3 separate regions of the Danio rerio genome follow, and all the other regions are linked to region 2. Evidence: chromatin contacts called from public HiCAR-type and HiChIP or PLAC-seq data. All regions are on one chromosome and are shown on one strand. The core of a region is the stretch at or near the end of the contact, and the rest is flanking DNA. Distances in the headings are between cores, read along the strand shown. Region 1 holds the start of hoxa9a (homeobox A9a). Region 2 holds the start of tax1bp1a (Tax1 (human T-cell leukemia virus type I) binding protein 1a). Region 3 holds the start of hoxa1a (homeobox A1a).

Evidence for each region. HiCAR-type assays count read pairs that join an accessible place to other places. HiChIP or PLAC-seq counts read pairs in DNA pulled down with a chosen protein or histone mark.
Region 1: a contact with region 2 is called in a HiCAR-type map of caudal fin, with 4 times the contacts expected there. The contact joins the promoter of hoxa9a here to the promoter of tax1bp1a in region 2. A contact is called at or near these places in 2 of 18 Hi-C or Micro-C datasets (caudal fin and hematopoietic stem cells) and 1 of 4 datasets of contacts at active chromatin or transcription factors (caudal fin).
Region 3: a contact with region 2 is called in an H3K4me3 HiChIP or PLAC-seq map of gastrula embryo, with 4 times the contacts expected there. The contact joins the promoter of hoxa1a here to the promoter of tax1bp1a in region 2. A contact is called at or near these places in 2 of 4 datasets of contacts at active chromatin or transcription factors (embryo and gastrula embryo).

What each region holds. Positions count from the first base shown.
Region 1 is chr19:22,007,362-22,011,418 of GRCz12tu, forward strand. hoxa9a (homeobox A9a) reads left to right here and starts at 2,152. Exons shown (of 2, transcript NM_131532.2): 1 at 2,152-2,742; 2 at 3,036-4,057. The coding sequence starts at 2,229. The coding sequence ends at 3,274. It also overlaps a transcript of evx1 not described here.
Region 2 is chr19:21,856,134-21,860,264 of GRCz12tu, forward strand. It overlaps tax1bp1a (Tax1 (human T-cell leukemia virus type I) binding protein 1a), which reads right to left and starts at 2,168. Exons shown (of 17, transcript NM_001346178.1): 1 at 2,056-2,168. It overlaps hibadha (3-hydroxyisobutyrate dehydrogenase a), which reads left to right and starts at 3,127. Exons shown (of 8, transcript NM_001003646.2): 1 at 3,127-3,215. The coding sequence starts at 3,146.
Region 3 is chr19:22,043,353-22,047,364 of GRCz12tu, forward strand. It overlaps hoxa1a (homeobox A1a), which reads left to right and starts at 2,355. Exons shown (of 2, transcript NM_131536.2): 1 at 2,355-3,090; 2 at 3,286-3,657. The coding sequence starts at 2,451. The coding sequence ends at 3,635. It also overlaps a transcript of evx1 not described here.

The DNA.
Region 1 (4,057 bases), core at 902-3,401, 150 kb after region 2:
CGTCCAATATACCATAATCTTGCCTTGCCTGCTTTAAACGACAGCGACCTCGGTGGTATGCCACTGTGCTCAAGAGACTGCCATCCTGGCTTCCGCCTAGTTTTATAAGAACTGGCTGATCACAAAAACAAGACTTTATGGCACTCCAGTAGCAACAGCTAAAGGAAATGTATCTGTGTCTAAAAAACATGAATAGGCGCCCGTGATAAAACGCGACCGTGTTAACAAACACCCCTGTGCAGTTTATGGCTTATATGGTCATGCTGTTTCCGTCTTTTTCTCTTTCTCCCCTCTATTTATGAAAGTAGTGGCGTTTCCTGCTGTAAAATTGTGAAATCCAGTGAAATGTCTTTCTGTTTATCACTGATGAATAACTAAACTGTGTGAACAAATATTTGTTTCTGAATAATATTTGTTATAAGAGCCGATGCAGGTTTGATATTTTGTGTACTAATATGGCTGTTGAGAATAATATTCAAACAAGCTAAAATATCGTTATTTTATTTTAATTTACAAACATTTTGCATTCTAAAAGGAAAGTTCAGAAATCATGTTAAATTTGTTTGCATGTGCCATTAATTAAATTGTGTATTCTTTTTGTTCCCTATGATTTATATAAGCGACATAAATAGGACACACTTTGCAATAAGGTTTTATTAGTTGAAGTATTTACTATTAATCACTGCTTATCATTTACTAATGCATTTTTAAAATCTAAATGCACTGTGCACTGTTAATGCACTGTGAGTTAAAATAAACAATGAAAAACCTTATTTCCATTAACTCTAACAAAAAATAAATAACTTGTAATAAACGTTTTGTTGATTGAATACATTAACTAATGAAATCGTACTGTGAAGTGGTACACAGAAATGTACTCAATTTATCTCCAATTTTTTTTTTTTTTTTTGCAGTGTTTAAATTTACGTGTAACGACACATTACACTGATTAGTTGTTTTGTGTTACAATTACACTGAGTGTTGTTATTAAAATACCTAAAATAAAATGTATTTATGCTACTCTATTAATACTAATAATTAATAAAATAAAATTCCGTGTAACAATTTGACATTATTGTAGCCTAGTTTCGATCTAGGCTAACTATTGGTAGCTAATATATTTATTTCCAAATTAGCTTCCATATTCTTGTATAGCTTACTTCTGTTTTAACTTATGCTCAGCCAAACGTGTATTGTAGTATTCTCATTGATATCGAACATTTTGTAATAATGTACTCTTCAAGAGTATAATTTTCGCGCATAAAGAACGCACGTTTATTTAGATACTATTTACATTTTAAAATCAGTCTTCCTATTGTGATTTGATTTTTTAAAATTCTTTAACATCGACCAAACAATAATTATAGTATTATTGTTGTTGTGCAGGTTCTTTGGATTATTAAATTATTATTCACAAAACTCAGTTTTTATTTAAATAAATGTTTATTTAAAAAAATGTACCTAGTGGTTGGTTTTTGTCCATGGTTTATAAAATGTTATTTTATTTTAAAACGGGTAGAACCAACCTGGAATTTTGTGTATTGCCTATATAGCAGTAGGCGCCCATGCTGTTGACTTTGCTGACCATGTTCATTTGCAAACAATTTTTTTTTTCATGTACATAAAATAAAAATATATATTGAATTGGAATACTTTTGTTTTTATTGCCAAATCTAAAAGAAGTATATACATAAACAGGTATCTCAGATAAATGTATGATTGTTTACAGTAGTCTACATTCTGTCAAAATATCCGGTCCGTGTTGGTCTGCGGTAAGGTTGTGCGAATTTAGTTAATTTATGTCAGACAGAGCGTAAAATTTTGTAAACGATGCAACATTTAGATTGTGCTTCTATTGTCCTATCCAATAAATGAGAGAACATTTCCTTCTTTTTAGATGGTTAATTTCTCAACGATATTCTTGTCTTAATTATGTCCCATTTGTTAATTGTTTCCACTGGATAGAAATGTTTTTTTTTCAGTTATTAAAATCTGAGTTTTTTTTCTTTTTTTTATTTGATCGATTTTCCCCCGTACCAGTGGTCACGTGGTCACTTCACCCAATCAAATGGCACTTTGCTCTCAACTTATTATCTGACTGGGGCTTTGAGAGGGGGAAGTTGCCTCTCCATTTTCACATATTGCTATTTTGTGAGTGTGTCACTGTATGTGTGTGTTATTTTTAATGTGTGTGTGTGTGTGTGTGTGCATGAGAGAGCGCTCCTGCCATGTCGACATCCGGAGCTTTGACAGGATACTACGTTGACTCTATTGTTATACCGGGCAGCGAGGAGACTCGCTTCTCCTCGGGTTTAGGGCTTATTCAGCACAGGCCAACCATTCTACCTGCAGACCTTTCAGACCTCGGCCCCTGCACATTCCCGGCAAAGCAACCCGTTTATGGTACCTCAGATTGGGGGCACATCCCAACGCACTTCTCCACTGGTGTACCGTCAGTATATCAGCCCCATGCGCAACCTCCAGTAGTTGGGGATTATGTGCAGTCTTGGCTCTTGGATTCTGCATGTGGGTTACCTCAAACTGAGCCACCGACGGTTAATCACAATCATGCCAAATCCGATACGAATGAAACGAATGATGACGGCACGGAATACAGTCCGCATACTATACTACAGCCTGAAGTCTTCACAAACGGAGGATGTTCTACCAAAACAGAAGCAGAATCTAGCCGAACTGCTGAAAAGAGTGGCGACATCGAGGGGAAACCGGGCGCTGATCCAGGTAAGCTGACCAAATTGTCGGATATATAAGTACAATGATATCAATTTATAGTACTTTTGATAATGTGATGTCACGATTCTCATGTAGTTGCCTTCTGTAAAATAGTTCGAACTATTTTGCTAAACATTAGATTTGGGATTGTAACAAGCGTGGGAGATTTGTTTGACTAACTGTGATTTATGCAGCTGCCTGGATTTTAAATATATATAAATTTTAAAATGAATGAAAGAAAGAACATTGCTGCTCGCTTATAATTTCGATACCCTCATTCCCTTCCCTCTACCTTTTCCCAGAAAACCCTGTGTCCAACTGGCTTCATGCGAGCTCGACGCGTAAAAAACGCTGTCCTTATACTAAGCACCAGATCCTCGAGCTGGAGAAAGAGTTTTTATTTAACACTTACCTCACGCGCGACCGGCGATACGAAGTCGCCCGTCTACTGAACCTCACGGAGAGACAGGTCAAAATTTGGTTCCAAAACCGCAGGATGAAGATGAAAAAGTTCAACAAAAATGAAACGAAGGAAGACTAAGACTAAAGCACTTCATGTAGGTGAGGATGAGAGATGATCCATCCTGTTACTGAATTTATTTTGTTGTGGGATTTTACGTTAGATTTTGTGTCCTTTTTTAAGTAGCCTAAATTATAAATGTCTTAAAGCATGCTGGGATCAAGTTGTTTCATAAGTAAATTTGACTGTTTGTTTGTCGTAATTGGTTTCATGTTAAGGCACAACTTCCTTTAGTTTGTTTTTCGACGCAGGTTTGAATATTAAAAAAAAAACGGTATTATTCAGGTTAGATTTTTTAAGGAATGAATGAACGTTGAATCCAACTGTGCTATCCCCTTCGGTTTTAGATTAGTATATTGTATATCAGCGTTGCATATTTCAGACGCTAATTAGCTAATAATGTAGCTTTAGACCGAGGATTTTAAGTTCATGCATTTCTGCAAAGATTTACAAAATGTGGCCTAAGAACTGGCTTTTGTAATGTCATTACCACTACCTATAGTCACTTCACTGCCTTTTTTTATTCGAACAAATTTTTCATGCCATATCAACAGATATGATATTGGATGAAGTTTACGAACTTCAGGGAACAAGTGAAACATGAACAGTAGATACAAAAGTATTGTAGGCAACTATACAAATACCTCATGGTCTGTTGACCTTCATTGCGTTTTTTTTATTTGTTTTTATTTGTTTACATTTCTTAGATGTATTCTGTGATTTTATTTATTGAATAATAAAAGCATTTCATATCTCCAAATATGTCTGCCTTAAATTTTGTAGTCTGTTTTATATTTTTAATAG
Region 2 (4,131 bases), core at 918-3,417:
TAATTTACACATTCACACAAGGTAAAACATTCAATTAAATGATCATTACTGCAGAATACACCCCAATAGATATTTTATTTATATATTATTCTGCATTTTTGCTGCTAACTACAAATTAATAAATCAATGCATATTAAATATTAATTATATTCTCCTGTTTTACTCGTAAAAACCAAAATCCATGCACAGCTATTTAGAAATTATTGGTTTCACAGAAACAAAGATGGTTGACGCAGTGGCGCAGTAGGTAGTGCTGTCGCTGATTAGCAAAAAGGTCGCTGGTTTGAGCAGTTGGCATGGATCAGTTGGCGTTTCTGTGTGGAGTTTGCATGTTCTCCGTGCGTATGCATGGGTTTTCTTCGGGTGCTCCGGTTTCCGCCACAGTCCAAAGACATGCGGTACAGGTGAATTGGGAAGGCTAAATTGTCCTTAGTATATGAGAGTGAAAGGGTATGTATGGATGTTTCCCAGAGATGGGTTGCGGCTGGAAGGATATCCGAGGCATGAAACGTGCAGGATAAGTTGGCGGTTCATTCCGCTGTGGCGACCAGGAATTAATAAAGGGACTAAGTCGAAAAGAAAATGAATGAATGAGAAAAAAAGATGAATTATTAGACCTTGTCCCGTTTTTATACTTCATCATTTATTATGATTAACCTATAAGAATGGTGGTGCGGTAGTGTAGTGAGTAGCACTGTCGCCTCATAGCAAGATGGTCGCTGGTTCGAGCCTTGGCTGGATCAGTTGGTGTTTCTGTTTGCACGTTCTCCCCATATTTGCGTGGGTTTCCTGGTTTCCCCTCACAGATCCAAAGACATGCGGTATAGGTGAATTGGGTAGGCCAAAATGTTTGTAGTGAATGAGTGTGTTTGGGTGTTTCCCAGTGATGGGTTGCAGCTGGAAGGGCATCCACTGCGTAAAACATATGCTGGATAAGTTGGCAGTTCATTCTGATGGTGAGTCCCGATTGATAAAGGGACTAAGCCAAAAATTTAATGAATGAATGAATGAATGAACCTATAAGAATCAAGTATTATAAAAATTGTCTACATAAATCTACATTTTAAGTATCTTCTGATTAATTTTAATTTCTGATATGCATGTTTAAATTCTTAGTTCATAGTGTTACTTTAAAAGTTTAAAAATATTGGCGTATGAAAGTCTAACATTCTCTCAAAGTTTTGAATGAATATTCTTCATGTCGCCTTTATGTTTTTGAGGATAAATGTTTAGTAATAATATTGAATATTGAATATTTTACGTTGTCTATGGTACTTTGCCTAAAACATTGCAGCTGAACGAATCTTAGAATGTTCAGAAAACATAACGTTCCCATGTTGGTTGCAAATTATAAAATGGAAAGTTTCCTCAGCATTAATCAAAACAAGAAAAATCTTGTTTAACATATTTTTTAAACATGTAGAAAAGCAGACGTTTACAAAGAGCATTCAGAAAACGTAAAAAGGATGTTATGAAAATGTTATTAGGACATATTTACCTTAGCTAAAACTGTAATGTATAGAAATGGTTTATAAATGAGCTGCATAAGGAAGACCTGCCCTAGTTCAGGCTGGATGGGGCGATGCCGAGTAGGCCTGTATTCATGGAACTGCTGATGGTGCTGTCATCCCTTTCCAGGCCTTTATCGTCGACAGCTAATTTATTTTACAATAATATATATATTCCACCCGAACTGACGATACAAAAGCTTAAAAACGTACTATTCTTTGTCTTACTGAAACATGTCTGTTTTAACCGAAAGGTAGCCTACTGTATATGCAGTTTCTCTTGAATTATGTTGCTAAATAACAAGCCACTGCGGGTTTTAATGATAGTTGCACTAAACGTATAGTAAAATGCGTTCCTTTTCCTATATTATACGCCAAAATTATTACTGCCGGTGACCTTAGAGAATGAGCTAATGAAATGAGTTTTAATCTCTTCACTGCAATCCCAGCCCTAAATACATTGCGATAACAAGCACGCAATTACAAATTCTGTTTCCAAAATTGTCACTATAAATATACAAGTCATCGCTGAATAAATCTATTATACCTGTAATCCATGTTAACTTGAAGATCTGATAACTCTTGTTGTTTAGATTGCTAGTCAACGCAGACTGAGAGCGTCCCTGTCATAAAACTGAACCGGGTGTCAACATGTTTTGGGACCTAGATACGTCATGAAACTTCCGGTAGGTCGCGCTCTGTGATTGGTTTATTTATTCATGTCACAGATATTCTTGTACTACCATTGGTTAGTGGTGAACCCCCACAAAAGAGCGATGGGTCCGACTCTTTCGAGCGAATCTGTGTCCTCTCGAACACTATGCGGTTAAAAGAGACCCCGGTTCACCTTGAATGTTTTACTTGTAAGCTAAGATTCAGTTCGTGAGAGAATCATTTCAGTTCACTTCTAAGGTTTAAAAGGACGATTCGTTTACGAGTTAGTTATTGCTTCATTAAAACATATAAATAGAAAATGCTAAGCGTACACTATCATGGAACTATATGGAAACTGTGATTGAATTGAAAATTGGAACAGTTTAATCAATGAAATGCGTTTTTTATACATTGAATCGAGTATAATGTATGAAAAGCGAGGGTAGAAAATGTAATGCAATTATCGAGCAAAGCAAACAGATCATTTATAAGGCCTCACAAACAGTTGTAGAATTGTTGTTTCATATAAGTTGAATAACGTTACGAGACGAATTAAAGATCTTTAAACAATTTTACAACAGAAAAGAGAACTTCAGAAACCTTATTCATGTACTAGGAAAGGGTCTTTGTATTTTTTCATTTGTTTAGCAACTGTGTTTTGGATTCGGAGCAAAGTGTGGTTGTTCTCCTTTAAGCGCAAGGACAACAAGTTCATACAGTGACCATACATTCGCTTAGAAGTCAAAAACGTCTAGCCATTCTTAATCTTTTAAGTAGTATCTCCTTAATTCTATTCAAAGAAATCACAGCATGAATGCGGGGAGAAACTCCATGATATCTGAACGACGATCTCGATCTAATTGGTTGATAATCAAATCCGTATCAGTGATTGGTGGAAGGGAGATGTCAGTCATAGGACCCGCCCCCTGTGTTCCTGACTCGTACACAACTGTCTCTAGGCGCTGAGGTCAAGGGGAATAAGCATGGCCGCTTTGTTTAGAGGGTATCGGAATTTTTATAAAAGAAGCAATAAACATGTGGAGCTCATATTGGGTAGGTCATTTCCTCATTAATCGTCTGTTGACAGACTAAGTTGATAAATACGCCGTTAATGTTATTGCAAAGAGTAACTTGGTTCGGGAATTTAGATTTTTCTTTTTTTTTTATTTTGTTGTCAGTTTTGTGCACATACGTGGAGTATGCTTGAGCATGTCTGTAGAAATATATGATCAGGCATTGTGCACAATATGCAATGCACTGTTTACTTTTTAAGCAATACAAGTTGTGCAATCCAGTTGGGGTTTAGGAGCTCATAGCTTGCATATTATAGTTAAAATGTTTCTTAAACTGTAAACTATTAACCATTTCAATGTTTTAAGTATCTATTTTAAAAATCTACCTTTTTAACAAGTTTAGAATGCAATTAAGCTTTTATGTCACTTAAGTTTTCATATGGCAAATATTTTATTATGTGCTTAACCTAATAACTCCATGAATTAGATTTATTTTATACTTGACTTTAACTTATACTGTCATTGATTTTTACATGATCCCTTTAGTAAGCTCCTTATCTCAGGTCTTTTAATTCATATGGTGAGAAAACATCTCATGTATAATTGAATTTGTGGCAATAATTGCCGATGTTTTTAATCACAATGGTATTATCAGGATGCTGACATATGCTGCTAAAGGCTTATTAAAATTATAATAACAAAAAGCAAGTACTTTTTGTTTGCTTGTTTGTTTGATGTAAAACATCTTTCAAATAAATGAAATTGCAAAAGAATTGTGCACCCATTTTCTCTGTCTAATGATCCTTTGCATGAATTATGTGAATATTTACTGTCACACTAAAATACCAATTGCAATGTTATTTTTATAACACCATGAATATAAAGTACAATCACAAAAACAAACATATATTAGTATGCTTATCAAAACATCATTATTTAAAATAATTGGATCGTTA
Region 3 (4,012 bases), core at 1,105-3,604, 190 kb after region 2:
AATGCTACATATCTCTAGGAAGCACATGATATTTACCAACGTGCACTTATTTCTTCACGGATTAATTTACCACGAAATGAAATCTCCTGATTATCAGAAGGATCAGTGGACAAATGTAAGGATAAATAAGTTTACATTTATAAGAGTAATGTTGTTTGCAGGATATGTCTGATATACGATTAACTGACACACTTATCAAAAACTTGTCGAAGGTAAGATTTTTTTTGCCGTGAGTAGCGCGTATTTAATGTAATGTAGCCTTGCCCACTGCATGCATTAAAAGTTCATTTTTTATGTTTTGTAATTTGTTTATTTTTGTTAAGAATACACATTATTTCTAAGTATTGGGTCAAGACGGTTTTAAGTAAGCACATAAACATTTGAAAAACCATTACTTGTATACTTTCATATGCACTTGCTATGGTATATAAACACATTATACTAATTATAAAATTAAGCAAGTGAAAATGATGGAATGTTGTAAACAATTTAAAGTATGAAGAAAAGTCATAAACAATGTGTAAAGTTAGCTAAGCTTTTATAGTTTGTGTTAAAAGATATAAACGCTGATTTTATGTAATTACGGTTGATGGAAAAAAAAACAGGAAACATAATTTTGGAGAATACTAAAATATAAAAAGCAACCTATTTCTTTCAATTTATGAAAAATTGTGAGCTGCGGAATTACTAAAACTGTACAATTAATCCTAATACATTTGTTATCACTCAAACTCCTAAAACTTTTCAAATGTTGCAATTTATGAAGCAAAACTGTTCAAACGTGTCTCCTTCGCCAAAGTTGGGCTCTTTGTCTCGTACTCTTTTCTCTGCATCGTCAGGAAATACCGAGGAGGATGTTTCTTTTCATGAAACGAACTCATAAATCAAAGTCTTCTAGAAAAGCTGACAGCATCCAGACAATCAGTGTCTGTGAAAATCTGCCCAAATACGTATTTCATTCACCGCTTATCAATATAACGATTTTGGATTCAGCGCAACCCACGTGGACGGATAATAATAATTAATCTTTTTATTGGCGTTTTACACCCCGTCATTAGGATTACACAAAACACTCATACAACATATTTCACTGCACGTCCTCCCCAATTTGTCTTAGTCTTTTTGCTTTTTGTCCTGATTGAAATAACGTTACAAATGTTTATAATGTCTTTATTGAAGATGTTTTAAAATGCTTTTTTTCGTATGAATAAACAAATATTTAATCAACTACAATAGTTTTTATTTTTAGATATTTTTCCCCACATCTAACAGAGTGAACATTTGGCCACTAAGTGGTTCTACAGTTTTTATAAACTATGACTCCATTTCATTTAAGTACATTACACTTTATATTTATGCTGTTATTTTTTCTTGCCTTATTTGTCAGGCTTGTTGCTGTAAAAAAAATAGTGGCATAAGAAATACTAGGCCGTAGTAAGCTTGTGTAAAGCGCCATTTTGAAAAAAGAAAAAAGGTATAAAAATGTCCAATTTCCTCCAGAGGGGGCGCGTGTCTCCTCTGCTCCACATAGGATTGTGGATAAAATACATCGTCTTCCCTGTGATTATTGATCAGTCTGTGAATACTAATCACAAAATAGCATTCAGCAAAAACAGAAATCCCGCTAATGTATTTATTTCAACATGTAAGTTCTTAGTTCCAAGTAAGTTCCAAGTCCTTAGTTCCTTGCTGCTTAATGTTGACAGTTAGCATACATAGACATAGGCTAAATAGCTTATAGCAGTAATAAATATACAGTGGGCTACAGCCAATGTTTTTATCAAGTAGCTAAGCCTAACGTATTAAAAAACAACAAATATAACTGTGCTGGCTACACCGAAAAAATAACAATACGATGAGTGGTAGTCAGTTTATCATTTTTATACACTTACTAAGTTGACGAAAGCCGATACACTAGAGCCTATAGCTGATAGGATATTGCTACCCGAATTGTGAACCAGAAAAAGATACTAACTTTACATAATTTCTTTGTGGTTTTGAGATCATCTTACCTGAAGCATTTCTTTAAAAAAAATCCACACACCGAGAAGCTGATGCTGCCGGGACGCTGTCTGTGAGACAACGTCCCTCTTAGCGTATCTGCCAGCGAATCTATCCTTTCAGCAGAAGTAAAGGTGGGCCTACGTAACGTTGATGGACAAGAGGTCGGCATTTGCATAAGCCTGGTCTTTAACGACAACCTGTCAGTGCAAGGCCACTTAAGATCAAGATGAGACAGCACAACTGATCACTGGCTGACCCAGCCCACGTGACTGTCACTGGTCATTCATATCACTAGCGCCCGAACACCTCCAATCCACGACTGATTGAAGGAGGCAGAAGGGTGCCTCGGCTCAACCCAGGGTGAATGGTGCGACGTTAATCAGTTCCGGGCCCAAAGTTCTGTCAGTGTGGCAACCACGAGCTGAGACGCCCAAGAAGATGACACAATGAGCACATTCTTAGATTTTTCGTCCATAAGTGGTGGTGGAGATGGAGGTAGCGGGGGCTCGTGCTCAGTCAGGGCGTTCCACGGTGATCACGGACTTTCAACATTCCAATCGTCGTGTGCTGTTAGGTTAAATAGCTGCAGTGGAGATGAACGGTTCATGTCCAATATATCGTCACAAGATGTAATTAACTCTCAGCCACAACAGGCCGGCTCGTACCAGTCCCCCGGGACTTTGTCAATTACCTACAGCGCCCATCCAAGTTATGGAACTCAAAGTTTTTGCACTGGATACAATCACTATGCCCTAAATCAGGACGTGGAATCGTCTGTGAGCTTTCCCCAGTGTGGCCCGTTAGTTTACTCTGGAAATATTTCTTCCACTGTTGTGCAGCACCGTCATCATCGTCATGGTTACAGTAGCGGAAACGTTCACCTCCATGGCCAGTTCCAGTACGGCTCAGCCACATATGGTAATAGTTCGGATCAGGCAAACCTTACGTTTGTGGCGGGCTGCTCAAATCCGCTTTCCCCTCTGCATGTGCCTCATCATGATGCTTGTTGTTCACCTCTATCAGATGGCGTGCCCACGGGACAGACATTTGACTGGATGAAGGTTAAACGCAACCCGCCAAAAACAGGTGAGTGACTTAAATTTTACAAGTCGTAATTATTTTTTCTCCCGATACGGAATACAAGTCCTGACTTAATATTGCATGTCCAACACTGGTTACATAAACATCTGAAGAAACCTAAGATATGGGACTTGACATAACAATATAGCCTAGTATGCATACACACATTCATTTATTCTTCTTTTCATTCTCTCTCTTAAGGAAAAGCTGGGGAGTATGGATTTGGTGGGCAGCCAAACACTGTACGCACCAATTTTTCGACAAAACAGCTGACAGAGCTTGAAAAGGAGTTTCATTTCAATAAGTACTTGACTCGCGCAAGGCGCGTGGAGATCGCGGCTTCTCTCCAATTGAATGAGACTCAGGTGAAGATATGGTTTCAAAATCGCCGTATGAAACAAAAGAAGCGCGAAAAGGAAGGTCTTTTGCCGAAATCTTTGTCCGAACAGAAAGATGGTCTCGAAAAAACAGAGGATGCATCTGAAAAGTCGCCCTCTGCACCATCCACGCCCTCTCCTTCACCAACTGTTGAGGCATACTCCTCTAATTAAACAGCTTTCACATTTGTTCTTTCAAATTGTAAACAATAATGCAAAATTGTTTGTGACTTGTCTTATGGTTATTTGTACATCATGTTTTAACATAAGTGGAAGAGTGTTTTAGCGACCAACCGTTTCTAACTCGACCATTTTGATCACTCATTGTTTATCTGTGCACTATTTATGTTAATGTGAAATAACTGTTAATTGTCTTGGGCACTTTGTCAAGCACCTGGATAGAAAGAAGTGGCTTGTGCATTTTTGTGCACAGTAATAACAAATGCTGCACTTTTACGCGCGTCTTAGTTTGAACTTGTAAACCACTTGTCAAAATGTCTACCTCAAGAACCGAAGGAAATAGTGCAATATATTTAGGGGATGCATTACTA